Regions from separate parts of the Mus musculus genome. Here all the other regions are linked to region 1. A link is a contact called in public Hi-C data. All regions are on one chromosome and are shown on one strand. The core of a region is the stretch at or near the end of the contact, and the rest is flanking DNA. Distances in the headings are between cores, read along the strand shown.

Region 1 (4,567 bases), core at 663-3,162:
GACAAGGCTGGCCTGGAACTCATAGAGATTGTCCTGCCTTTGCTTCCTTAGTGCTAGGATTAAAGATGCATACCACCACACTGCAGCAAGAAATACATTCTCAAGTATAGAACAGTATGTGTAAAAGTAGAGATATGAAAACCAGAAAAAGCAGTGGAGACTAGGAATGCATGAAAGGGTTTTGAGGGATGAATAGGAGTTTGTAATAGGACAAAGAACAAGAGGAAGGGCACAGCAGGTGAGGGAACTGATCATCCTGGAATAACCATGGAATTGCCTGAGAATAGATGAGAAGATGAAGTGGCAATTGTTGAGGATGAAAAGGTTGTCAGCAGTGGAATAACATTTTAAACAAATTACCCACAGTGAGGAGCCACCGGCTGCATATTTCTATTATCAAGCTCATCCAACTGTATTGTAAGCTATCTACATTTGTCTCCCTGCAGGATCACGAGCTTGTTGGATGAAGAGATACTTCCTATTATTCTTTTTACCCCCGGTGCCAGGCAAACACTATGTACTCAATATCTGCTGAATGACGAGTGATTAGGACCCATTCCCTGGAGGAGCCTGGACTTTGCCACGGCCATGCTGCACCCTCCACTCCGGAGTCTTTTCCTGGAGGATGCTGAATGAATGTTCATGAATCTGATGAAAGGCGGCCAGAGGAAGACAGAGGGAGACAGACTCTTATTTTCCACTTGGCAGCAAGGTCTTATGGGGTACCAATCTGGGGAGGGCGAGGGAGGTGATGGGATTATGCTCTCAGTGTACTTTCATCCCAGACAAGGATAACTTTGATGAAAGTCTGGTTTGGGGGTTGACTTGGACTGGAATGGCTATGTGAGCAAATGAGCCTGGCTAGAAACAGCTTCTCAGGGGACATAATAGGGCAGAAATAAAAAGGGAAAGTCTCTCAGTCTTAGGAGCCAGCTTTGACACCAAGAATCTCAGAGGCTGCAAGGAGGACCCATCACCTCCTTTTTCAGGCAGAAGTAGTCACCGAATTTCTGGCCTCGCACATTGGAAGGCGGGGATTTGAGAGATAGCTGTCTGTACCCGATCTAGGGCAATTTTCTATGCTATGGAGGAGAAAGTCCCCATACACTTGAGGATTCTGCCCCAAAAGATAAATGCTCCTCCAGGGTGAGAAGGAAGCAATTTTTCAGCCACTTGGGATGGTTGGTGACCTGGTAGTTCCGGGCATTTTGTAGGTGCCCCAAACATGTTCACACCCCACACATGTTCATGAGGTTGACAGGATGAAACTATCAGCAGAAGCATGTGCACAGCTTACTGGGTAACAGATACTGTTTGTTGATCTATATGCTTTCCACAGCAAGTTCTCGAGTTAGGTGCTCCATTTTATGGATGGTAAGAGTGATGGGGATGAAGCCCACTGAGTATCATTGGAGCCCGGGTTCTGATGAATTGGTCCCTGGGGCTTTCTCCTGGGTTCCTGGGTAGACTGTGGTGGAGATGGCATTGTTATGGTTGTTTTCTGATTCTTTCTGTGTGCTAAGCAGGGAGGGTTATTTACCAATCTGCTCAGGAGTTTATGGCAGTCATGCCCACAGCTGCAGCAGAGCCAAGCAAGTCTCAGTTTCCCAGTAGCATGATCCATGGTAAACATCGCTTCTTTCCTTGAAAGCAAAGCCTTCTCTGAGCTGAGCTCTGGGGCTGAGTGTGTGCTGGAGCCTCAGAGGAAGGCAGGTTACCCTAGACAGTTAATGCAAGCACAGCTGCTATCCCCACTGGAGAGTGGTCTCTTAGTAGCATCATTGGCTGGCAGCTAAAGTCTGTTTCTTGCAGCGGCACTGGTGGAGAATCTCTGTTCTCTGCTGGGCTTGCTACTCTAGGACAAGGGCCTGGCTAGAGCTCGTGGGCAGCAAGGCTGACATCTGATCAGGGTGTTGAGAAACCACAGGCTTTGATGTAGGACTGCCTCTTTCTTCCCAAGTGTGCAAGGGAGGCTGAGGAAGCTTGGACCAACTTTGTTTGACATGAGTGCTTTCTCTCTACAACTGATCTCAGCACTCTCACCTCATTCACCCAGTGATACAGCAGCAGTGCACCAAGATCACATTAAAGTACAGGCCAAGAAGGAAAGCTGTGTGCTCCTGAAGAGCTGGCAACTCACCACCGCATTTACTCTAGGGTGCGATTGTTGATTTCTCATGTGGCACAGACGTCTAGAGACAGATGAGCTAGCAAGATGATTTATCCCCAAAGCTTTAACCAGGGTTGGGGGCGGGGGCGGGGAGGGAGTCAGAAAACTGGCTGGACAGCACCTTGTTACTATGCTGTTAAAAACTTCCTGTCTGTTGTTTACTTCAACATACCATTTTGCTTCCCAAACAAAAACTGTCTCTATCTTTTGACTTTATCTGGGAATCACTTCCATAGGAGATCAAGACCGAGAAAGCCAGAAGGACCCAGAAGTCTGATTTTTCTGTAAAGGAAGTCACTTTGCCCTGGGTGATCTGAATAGAGATCAACTAGAGAGTGAGGTCTCTCATCTCCAGAACTCTCGAAGGCACTGAAGGTTAGAGGATCATGGGGCTAGCCATTTCTTTCCTAAAGGGTAACCCTGAGCAAGTGACTTTGTTTTTGGTCTTAGGCTTTTCCTTATAAAATGTCAAGTAAATCTGTCATGTCATTTTCCCTTAGTTCAATTAACAATGGTCAGGGACCTGGCAGGAGTTAGTGAGCTGGGATGTTTCCATGTATGATCTTATTGTACCTCTCAAATCTTTAAATAAAATTAACAGGACAGGTCTGATTACAAGCTCCATTTTGTGGAAGAGCTGGACCTCAAGGAGCCTGTGTTATGACTTTGCTCTGGCATTTTTGTTACAGGGCTCTGTTTTGAGTCCATACATTTGGTCAAAGAGACAGACATGTCAGCACAGGGTTGTAATAGAGTGTGGTTGGGTTCTTAAGCATTTGGAAACTCTCACTTGTCTCTGAATGGAAGAGCAGAGAAGTCTACTGGGATGAGAGGTCTCTGTGACTTGGTGATCTACAGTAGTTTCCCAGCGGCAGCAGGCCTTATGTTGAATGGTACTTCAGATACCTAAACATAAGACATCTTTGGAAGACTAGGATTAGGTCATCATAGTTTGAGGACCTGCAGATTGTTGTATGTGATTGAGCAGGGATGAGTTGAGGGATACAAGGAGAAATAGCCAAGGGACTGACCTCAAGATTTCACAAGGGGGTGGGGGCTCTGCATTCTAAAGCAATAGAGAACGATGGATATTCTTAGTAGGGAGTGACATCATGAGATTTGAGTTTTAGAAAAATCACTGCCTGTCTCATAAGATTTTTGCAGGAAACAGGCTCAGCCGACTCATAAAACCGTTACAGATTGTAGCTGAGCACGAAGTCAAAATAGCACACACGACAGCTAATTAAAAGTATCTCAAAAGTCCCTACTTGGATGTTTCTGTCTCTGCTACCTGAGACCCTGCCCTATTTCCTATCATCATCATAGACTCAATGTCCAATCTGAGAGCCACTTTTGGAAGTCTGGGCTGGACTGGAACAGAACAGAACCAGGTGGTTGCAGTTCAAACTCCCCAGCTCCTCTCTTCTTGGCTTAGGAGAGCCTGGTGCTCTGATGTGCAGGCCAGGACATCTTTTGTTTGGGCTCCCATCCATTCTGAGGGGACTTCTTTGCTGGCCTACTTGCTGGAGGTGGCTATGCATCTCTGCTTAATTGAATTCTCATTTTTTCAAAAGTATATTTTTGTGCTGTTGCCTAAAGGCATTCAGGTAATGGGTGCATTTTTAATAAATCCAATAAGTAAATAACTGTATTCTCTCCCTGGGAAATCCGGAGGGACTCCTATGCTATTGTACTTTGAAACTGGGATGCCTGGAATGAGGGTAGGGCATCTTCACACACCAAGACTTCAGGTTGATTCTACTGGCTATCTTCAGGACAAAAGAAACATAGCTGTCAGCAAACACAGGCATGAGTCACCTGTGGAATACACAGCACTGGGACTTACCAATCCCCAGACACCTTTGAGTTCACACACCAGCAGCCAACCCCCTCTAGTGTTGATTTAAATAAATATTTGCCACAACAGAACAGGCGCACAGCCGTGGGTAGTAAGTCTCTGAATGGGTTCTGTCCCCTGTCCATCCCCTGTAGCACAGGGGCAGGGGGACCCAGAGATCTAGTTTCTACGTTCCAAGGTGCCACTATCATGGCGTTGATCGTCTGCTGAAGGTTATTCTGCGCTATTTGAGGTGTCTGTGTGTATCCTGAGACTGCCTGCCCCTAGCCCTGTTCTTCCTTCCCTGTAAAGCTGTGGTGTTTATTCTTGTTACTCCCCTTAATTCTGCTATTCATTTTTCTACATTCTTTCTGCATCCTTTCCCATTAGTCACAGTCCAGGCCAATGTTCCTCTTTCTTTATCCCACACTATAATAAGCTTGCTTGCCTTCAACCCCTCTAGCATCTAGGGCACCGGTATCTTAAGTTTGTGATGCACCACTTAGGTATGTATGCTTTTATTTAGCTTTTTGCAAATACACACACACACACACACACAC
Region 2 (4,567 bases), core at 1,363-3,862, 750 kb before region 1:
GTTGAGTTTCAGTCTTCGAGATTTTGGACATTATCAGGCTTTCGTTTCTGCATGGCTCCTCTTCTCTGGGGCAGGGGAGCGACCAGGCTAGATTATTTTACCTCCTGTGGATAAGGGAGCCCTATGCTATTTTGGAAGGTACCCCAAGATGATACCAGTCCTGATCGAGTGGAGCAGTGTGGCAGGTCCTCCAGCCATTGGAAGAAGCCCAAGTACCAGGGTCTGTTGGTGTCTCTCCAGCGCAGACTGGCACAAGCCTCTGAACCTATCCGCCGTGATGTCCTCGGCAGCCCTCCCACTGCAGCTGAGCCAAGGGACAAGTTACATGAACAGTGGCCAGCAAGGAATGGCTTGCCAGACAAGTCTCAGCCAAAACACTCACAGCATGCCATGGTCATCTAACATGAGAAATACTGTAGGCTTACAGCCATCGAACCAGAAAACGTCACTGAATTGTGGAGACTTAGTTTCTCTGAACGACAAGTGGGGAATCAGAAGGCTGGCTTGCCTACCTAAGAAGGTTTCTTTACCATATGAGATCATGGAGTCTCAAGTTGAATGGAGATAAAATGCCAGGCTTTATTAGTAAATAGCTCTTAACTTGAACTGTTCAGCAGAAAGTCTCTGTGGGAGGGTCGGGCATTTGTCAGAGTCAGATGTGTAGTTACCTGATCAGATAATCATCAGATAGCACCAGGAGGCTTATAATGGGCATGAACGGACCCCTACTGCTGTGCCCCCTTCCCACCTCACTTCTCAGAAGCAACCACACCATGACCAGTGTTACGGAGACCCTGTCTGAAAAAGAAAGGAAGGACGGATGGAAGGAGGGAGAGAAGAAAGGAAAGAATCAACTCCTTTGCCTCCTTTTTCATTCCCTGCACTCCCAGTCTTTATCTATCTGCCTTTGGAAGGCTCAGTGTCTTTAAATGTAGCTGGTTTTTGTTTTCTGGTTTTGTTGCTGTTTAATGCAAATCAGGGGAAAGGATGAGTGTGTCCAGCTTTCCCACTGTCTCTTCTGCCTTCTGCCACCTCCTTATTTCCAGCACTGCCTTTTTAGCTAGCTGTCAGTATGCTTTGTTACACTGTCTTGTGTAGTTCTTGTAGCACCAGGGATCGAACCTGGTGCCTTGAGCATGCTAGGCAAGTGCTCTACCACTAACCTGTATCTCCAGACAGGATGGGTCATCTTTCATGCTTTGTCTCAGTATTGGTTCTAAGTTGAAAAGTCATTGAACAGCGCTTTCCTTGCTTTGGCATATCAGTAGCATTTGCTGCATGCCGAAGCAGGATGCTGGTATTGTACCTTCTCTCCTACCTTCACAGTGGATATCACCATGCTGTGTAGAGTGCCTGTGACTCCAAGGTCAGTGATTCTCATTTCCTAGGTTCCAGTAGATCCTCCGAATCATACTGCTTTTTAGTCAGTAACATTTAGTCAGTAACCAGTGGGTTTTTACAGCTTTTACGTTTTTGCATGGTGTTTCTGGTTGCCTCTCTTCACTGTGTTTGGAAGAATGCTATGGCCTTTCTCCCTGCTCCTGAAGTGACTCACACATTGGTTTCAGTTTGGTAATTCATTACATGGCATACGCTACCTTTCCGTTTGCAGGAAGCCCTTTCCTGCTCCTCCTGTCTGGACTGCCCATGGTGCCGGCACGCTATGCAGCTCTCAACCAGAGACTTCTTTTCACATTTTCTCTAGGTCAGACTGTGTCTTCTAAATTCGGTGTCTTTTTCTTTCTTGCTTTCCTTTCTTGATTAGCTGAAGCAACTATAAAATAATTCCACAGAAAGATATGTGGGAGTAAATCCTGAACCCTTTGTTTTGTTGCTTTCGGTTGATTTGTCTAGTTGAATTAATTTTCCCTTCAAGCATTAAAAACATTGATCTGTTGACTTCAAGCCATCTGTGTCACTGTTAAGATATCTGATGCCAGCGCTAGAGAGACTGCTCAGACATTTAAGGCTAGGCTCATAACCAAGAAGACAACATAGCCGATGCCAGCCTGATTCTCATTGATGTGAAGGAACCTTAGGGTGGGTTATTTTCTTTTTATTACCTTCATTAGGTATATACAACATACTCTGTTGATCTTTGATTCTGAGGGCTTTTGTTTTGTTTTGTTTTTGTTCGGTGTCTACATTGAGCATTCCTATCTATTGCTCTGAGTTATCTGAGGCCATTTAGTTTAAAGTCTTCCATCGTCCTTCTGCTCTGTGCATATGTTTTTCTCCCTGCTTCTTTGATTTCTTTTCACTCATTTCTTTTTGCTTGACCCCACCCCACCCCCAGTGTTACACTGAAACTCTTGTGTTGAACACAACACTTCCAAGATTGAGTTTTTTTAGTTGTCTTACCTTCTCCATGTCTTTTCCTACTCTAGTTTGATACATAGTCTTCACTTTGTGTCCCAGGTGTTCTAGTGTGGGCACTCCTTTGGCATTGATATTGTAAATTCTCCCGTTCTCCAGTTTCACTCTCACAGTATCTTGCTCTTGCTTTAGGAAAGCTAAATTGTGTTGGGTTTCTCTGACACACTAATTAGAGATGTTGTTTTTAAATTATCTCCTGACCCTGAAACTATTCATTCCTCTGGGATCTGGTTCCCTTGTTTATCTTGGTCATTCTTCTTCAGGCTTCTGGTTTCCCTCAGTGTCTGGTGATGCACAGTAGTTCATTCATACTTAAAAATGAAGCATTGGGTGCATATTCTTTGAGGGCAGATGTTTGGGCTGCCCCCATTGGTCCCATTTCTCCTGACTCCCACCCCGTTCTTGGCAACCTTGTGGCTTTATTCATTTTACTGCCATTGCAGTGGACTTTTTTTGTTTATGAAGGCAGTGTCTCACTATGTAGCCCTGGCTGGGTTGGAACTCACAGATCCACTTGCCCTCACAATGGTTGATCTCTTTCTACAGTAGGCCTCTGCCCTGAATGGGAAGCTCCTGTAGTACTCTGGCTGGGAGAGGGGCTTATTGGCTGCCAGACTGGGTTTCAGTGGCACAGTTTGACTGGTACTATAAGTTCATGCTCCCAACTGAAAAATAATATGAGCTGGAGACCCTGTCAGGCCTACAAAGCTTCAGGTATTTAGTAGCTGGCTTTTTATAGAAGTTTGTCAACTTTTTCTCTAGTTCCTTGGTTTAATATTTTGGAGGCCAGCCCTCCTGTTTTCACCTGGCATTAGCTGCTTCCCCTGGGATGTGGCAGCGATGGAGCCAATTAGTGCACTTGTTCTGCAGACAGCCCTTAAGTTGATCTCAGTTTTCAGCTTCATTTCCCTTCCCATCCTCAGGAGCTGTTTCTGAGAACCCAGCTTTCCTCCTGGAAGATCTGATGATCTCTACGTAGCCTACTGACTGCCTATGTGGCAGCTTCCTCCTGCGCTGTCTTATATGTTCACACTGTGCTTTTAGTTTCAAGGAATGAATTGGTCCCATTTCTCCTGACTCCCACCCCGTTCTTGGCAACCTTGTGGCTTTATTCATTTTACTGCCATTGCAGTGGACCTTTTTTGTTTATAAAGGCAGTGTCTCACTATGTAGCCCTGGCTGGGTTGGAACTCACAGATCCACTTGCTTCTGCCTCCTCGGTGCTGGGATTAAAGGTGTATGCCACAACCTCTGGCCTATGTGGTGAGCTTTTTTTAATGACCAGGGAGTCACCATTAAATAGGAGTTGAGTGTCTCCCACATATGTCTACATTTGGTGGCTGAGGTTCCTGTAGATATCTGTAGCATAGAACACAGCAAGTTGCCAGGCAGTGGCGCATGCCTTTAATCCCAGCACTTGGGAGACCGAGGCAGGTGGATTTCTGAGTTCGAGGCCAGCCTGGTCTACAGAGTGAGTTCCAGGACAGCCAGGGCTGTACAGAGAAACCCTGTCTCAAAAACAAAAACAAAAACAAAAACAAACAAACAAAAAAGAACACAGCAAGTTACATCATTGAGAGCACACCAGAGAGAATCCAGACAGATGGAGACCTTAGCATCTCCCTCACTCCTATGCACACATTCCTGGGTGCTCTTGTATAGTGGGTGTGTGTACACACACATGACAAGAACCATGGGCATCCACCTTTGTAAAAAGTACATTCCTTTGAGCTAGCATTTCCTCTTCCTGATATCTGGCTCAGACACAAGCTCATGTGTATGAATGAAGGGGTAGAAAATATTCAGTGCAGCATCATTTGTGATAGACCAAAACAAGAAGAGAACAACTTAAATGACCCTGTGAGGTCAGTAAAGCATGGGGTATGCATATCTTGGGCTACTCCACAGTAGTACAGAAAAGAGGGAGATCCAACGGGACCCTGGGGAGCTCAGGTGATCACTTGTTCTTCAAGAGAACTGAATATGTGTAAGTTCATATTAAGATAAACACATAAAAGCAAAGGCTGTGATGAGGACCATCTGATGAATGTTAGTATTGAAAAAACTGAGGCAGGCCTGGTGTGGTGGTATAAGCCTTTGATCCTAGCACTTGGATCTCTGAGTTTGAGGCAAGCTTGGTTTACAGTTCCAGGCCAGCTTAGGATATATAATGAAACCCTGTCTAAAAAAA
Region 3 (4,567 bases), core at 744-3,243, 570 kb before region 1:
CATCTCCAGCTTGGCCTGACATGGTTTTGAGTTTTCTCAGCCTCTTTGCAGTTTGTGGCAGGAATAGGTATTTCTCGGCAGAGGCTCATGGCTTTTGAGCCTCATTCTGCAAAGAGAGGGTACATTTTACAGGTGGACCGGCCGGCCAGCTCTGCAGTCTTTTAGGGTACTGTGAGGTGGGGGGGAGACTTCAAAAGGCTGGAAGCTCTTTGAAGCTGCAGGACATCTTTGAAGACACCGAACTATGCCTGCTTCAGGGTTACCACAAGTTTGACCTCAATATAGAGGGCAGAGGAAGGTTAGCTGGGAGGGTCTGAGACCAAATCCGTGTCCTCTCCTCTCCCCCCTTCCCTTTCTCTCCTTCTTTTCTTCTCCCCTTCTTCTCAGGGGTTCACTAGGTAGCCCAGGCTGACCTTGAACTTGAGTGCAGAGATTATAGTTACATATCGTACTATTCTGGGCTCGGATTCCCGATGTGAGCGTAGGAAACAGAACCAGATGAAAAGGTGGAGGACAAGAGGGTAGCTAAGAGATCTCAGGAGATGCTTATGCTCAGTGGCCCAGAGAGTGTCCCATGCTGGGGCAGGAAGGCCTAATATTTGTACCCTGGGGGGACCAGCTACGGAAGTAAACTTTTTGTCTACAGGAAGAACCTGGCATGGCAGTGGGGATAATGAGTTCTGTTCTGGGACGCGTAACATGGGTGGCAGAATACATGGTTCTGGCCACAGGGTGGGGCTCACAGGGTGGGGCACTTATCCATCACTTTTTAGGTGTAAAGTGGGCTGCATTTGTACTGAGTGTTCTTGCATCAGACTAAGCCTTGGATAAGCAGAACTTGGTTACTGGGAGAAGTGAGAAGCCTCTAACCTCCTCGGTGGCCTCCGAGCTATGTTTGCTAGGGATAGGCTTCCAATCTGTCCCCATATCTCTAATAATAATTTTAGCATTGATGAGGCTAGGCTACCCCAGGGTTGGGGTGGAGGAAAAGGTGTAACCTAATGGAAATTTTGCATAACCTTCTGGAGCCTCAGTGACCTCATAGGTAGGCAGCGCCAACATGCGCCTCCCATGGTGAGGGAGTTAAGCTGAGAAATAGTGGCAGGACTGGGATATGTCTGTGCTCTGCTGTGGGCATGGCCAGCTGGTCTGCATATGAGGTCAGCTTGAACACCCTCTGGCTGGGTGAGCTGCTCTCTCGGGAACCGAGGGGCAGGGAAACTCAAGCCAATGCACAGGTACAGTCGGAGGAGCTATGGAATCACCTGGTGACAGTGGCCACGAGTGACTGTATCAGATTCAGAACAGAATATCCTGGAGGGCTGGTGGACTATAGGGTGTCAGCAGTGGGTGGGTGGACTGGCCTACACAGGGAAAATGTTCCCTCAGTCTTTATCATGTTTCTACTGATAGTCTAGTTTGTAGCAGTGGATGCTGGTCCTGGGCTGGGCTCATCCCTAGTCACTTCACATCCCAGGAGGTTGGGACTGTTCTAATGATGAGGATAAAAGGAATAAATTAGAATTTTAAAATTATTATTAATACATTATTTGTTTATTAGTGTGTGTGTGTGTGTGTGTGTGTGTGTGTGTGTTGAGATCAGAGGACAACTTTGGGGGGCCGGCTCTCTCCTACAGTATGTGGTCTAGGATCAATCTCTGGTCACCAGTTTTAGTGGCAAACTCCTTTACCTGCTGAGCCATCTGACAGTCTGGGAGGAGGATTTTAGTTTCACCCTCATGGTTTTAGGTGTAGGTGCTTGTCCATTTGACCCCAGTGGGGGGTCAAACAACTTGGAAGTGTGAGGGCCACACGGTGGATGTCATCATGGGTGACCATTTCCTTCCTGTGATTCTAATGCAAAGTCCCAGTCCCCTCTCATATCTGTATGCTACCAGCACCTACTTTCACTGACACTCTAAAGCTTTAGTCTGAACACTTATGCCCTTGGGGAAAGGTGGATCTTGATGGGTCCCCAAGCTGCTGTTGTTATCCTTCACAATGCCAGTTTACGCTAGGGAGCAGCTGGGCACAACTGGGAGATGAGCTGATGTTTCTCATTTAGCTCAGGCTGGGTTTAAATTCACTGTGTACTTGAGATGACCTTGAACTTCCCACCTTTTTACTTCTGAAGTACTGTGATTACAGAAATGCACCACCACACCACACCCAGCTTATATGGTACAGATGACTGACTGGTACCCTGGGTCTCATGCATGGTGGACCAGTGCTTTACAAACCTACATCCCTAGCTGCAATATAAGTTTTTTTTTTTAATTTAAATTTAAAGTCTGAGTCTGAGGAATTGATGATAGCTAACAAAGAAGGATAGTTTTCTCCTGACTCTCCTTTGGTTCTCTAGTCTTCTTGATGACTCTGTAGAGGTTGGTTCTCATCTGAGAGTTAGTATTGTGAGGGTGCGGGGCAGGAAGGATGGGGATACTGAAGCAAGAGGGCCATGTGGTGCTGGCTAACACAGTTGCTCCTGGTCTGCTGCCCAGGGGAATGGGGATTGATGCTCTGGGTAACCTCAGACTCAGCCGCCACTCATGAGTGGTGCATAGCATCTACTTATACCTCTCCTCTTAAGCTTCTCCTAACTCACCCACTCCCCACAGCCTCCAAGCATCTCACTGCCCCCTCCCACCATCCCATGATACTCCCGTGGCCTCTAAGGCCCCACTGCATCTGGGCCTAGTGGATGGATGCAACCTCACCCAGTGAGGGGAGAACCACATGGTTGTTTCTTACAGACTGCTGCCAGGCCTCCCAGGCCTTGGAATCAAGCTCCATAGTGTTTTCTTCCTAGAAGGGCCTTCCCTTCCTGCCCTGACATATGGACACCTATGTGACTGTCAGGTTTTGGACAAATATCTCCACTGACCTCTACTTTGTGACTGGAAAACAGAGACCAGTCTGGCCCACATGTACATCCACTCGTGGTGCCCCAGCTGTGACCACAGCTGTAGGGGGGCTCTCTATGTCTCACAACTGCACGGGAGTCACCAATGGCGTGTTAGCTTCCACAAGGGCACACTTCTTGTTTCTCTTTGTAGTTCGACCTTCCCTCTCCCTTTGGTTAGCAGCCAACTTGCCCTGGAAAGTGTTCTGTGCATGGTGGACACGCTATAAAAGGAGGATGGCATTAAGTTGCTTTGGGCACTCTGGGATCAGGCACATCAGAATGTATTCAGCTCAGATCTATATCACTGTCACCAGACAAGCCTAGGATGTAAGGGCTTTATGCCTATTAGTCCACATGAAATTGTATCACTTGAGAACTGCCTGTGAGCTGCTCTGAGAAGCAGGTCCAATAAGGGGGTCTCTGGGTTATGGGATTGGATATGTCTTTTTTTCCCCAACAATTTAAACATTTTTATTCAATTTTAAAACTTGCTAACTGATGCATTATTTTTCCCCCACATCTTTTATTAGATATTTTCTTCATTTACATTTCAAATGCTATACCAAAAGTCCCCTATACCCTCCCCCCTGCCCTGCTCCCCTACCCACTCACTCCCACTTCTTGGCCCTGGTGTTCCCCTGTACTGGGGCATATAAAGTTTGCTAGACCAAGGGGCCTCTCTTCCCAATGATGGCCGACTAGGCCATTTTCTGCTACATATGCAGCTAGAGACACGAGCTCTGGGGTTACTAATTAGTTCATATTGTTGTTCCATCTATAGGGTTGCAGACCCCTTCAGCTCTTGGGTACTTTCTCTAGCTCCTATATTGGGGGCCCTGTGTTCCATCCTATAGATGACTGTGAACATCCACTTCTGTATTTGCCAGGCACTGGCAAAGCCTCACAGGAGACAGTTATATCAGGGTCCCTTCAGCAAAATCTTGCTGGTGTATGCAATAGTGTTTGTGTTTGGTGGCTGATTATGGGATGGACCCCCGGGTGAGGCAGTCTCTGGATGGTCCATCCTTTAGTCTTAGCTCCTAACTTTGTCTCTGCAACTCCTTCCATGGATATTTTATTCCGTATTCTAGGGGGATATGTCTTAATGTCACTGGCAGCTCCTATGAAGAACATTAGCGTGACTGTGGCCAGAGTCATGAGCAACTTAAATCTACACAATTAAAAGTAACACTTGAATTTCACATTGGAATTGGTGTGTGTGTGTGTGTGTGTATGTGTGTGTGTGTGTGTGTGTGTGTGTGTGTGTGTGAGAGAGAGAGAGAGAGAGAGAGAGAGAGAGAGAGAACAGAACCAAGGCAGTTTCCCTTCCTAAATCTGCTTCAGACTCTTATCATTAATTTGCATCCCCCAGATACACTTAGGAGACTAGGGGGCAGGGAGGTCTGTGCAGCAGGCACCTACCATTGGGCCTGTCCAGGAGACAGGAAGCTGTGAATAGACTAACCAGGGCTCTCCAGTTCCCAGAAGTCTGGCTGTTGTTTTGAGGAGTAGAAAGAACATTTGGCCTTGGTTGGAATGTCACACTGTTCCTGACTGTGTGGCCATGGCTAGGTCTCACTGAGCCTGGCTGGGCTGCAAGAAGCCAGAAGATGGACTATTTGTTGGGAAGGACTGGTGTGCAGGTTCTAGAAGATGGCATAT

Evidence for each region. Hi-C and Micro-C count contacts between places; a contact is called where the count stands out from the background.
Region 2: a Hi-C map of olfactory sensory neurons shows a contact between it and region 1, with 5 times the contacts expected there. The contact joins two enhancer-like sites. A contact is called at or near these places in 2 of 484 Hi-C or Micro-C datasets (cortical neurons and olfactory sensory neurons) and 1 of 115 datasets of contacts at active chromatin or transcription factors (astrocytes).
Region 3: a contact with region 1 is called in a Hi-C map of olfactory sensory neurons, with 1.8 times the contacts expected there. The contact joins two enhancer-like sites. A contact is called at or near these places in 1 of 484 Hi-C or Micro-C datasets (olfactory sensory neurons) and 2 of 115 datasets of contacts at active chromatin or transcription factors (astrocytes and pancreatic cancer cells).

What each region holds. Positions count from the first base shown.
Region 1 is chr9:34,404,811-34,409,377 of GRCm38.p6, reverse strand. No RefSeq gene overlaps it. Among named protein-coding and RNA genes, the nearest start is that of Kirrel3, 82 kb to the left of the region's middle. Within about 2 kb of position 1,912, at least 5 of the 459 cell types and tissues checked have an H3K27ac peak or open chromatin away from gene starts, as enhancers often do. A contact at or near this core is called in olfactory sensory neurons, where this site is marked.
Region 2 is chr9:35,158,911-35,163,477 of GRCm38.p6, reverse strand. The region is part of intron 2 of Dcps (decapping enzyme, scavenger); the gene reads left to right. Among named protein-coding and RNA genes, the nearest start is that of Dcps, 15 kb to the left of the region's middle. Within about 2 kb of position 2,612, at least 14 of the 459 cell types and tissues checked have an H3K27ac peak or open chromatin away from gene starts, as enhancers often do. A contact at or near this core is called in olfactory sensory neurons, where this site is marked.
Region 3 is chr9:34,971,982-34,976,548 of GRCm38.p6, reverse strand. All of the region lies in intron 4 of Kirrel3 (kirre like nephrin family adhesion molecule 3), which reads right to left. The region is part of intron 8 of Kirrel3os (a long non-coding RNA gene); the gene reads left to right. Among named protein-coding and RNA genes, the nearest start is that of Kirrel3os, 33 kb to the left of the region's middle. Within about 2 kb of position 1,993, at least 4 of the 459 cell types and tissues checked have an H3K27ac peak or open chromatin away from gene starts, as enhancers often do. A contact at or near this core is called in olfactory sensory neurons, where this site is marked.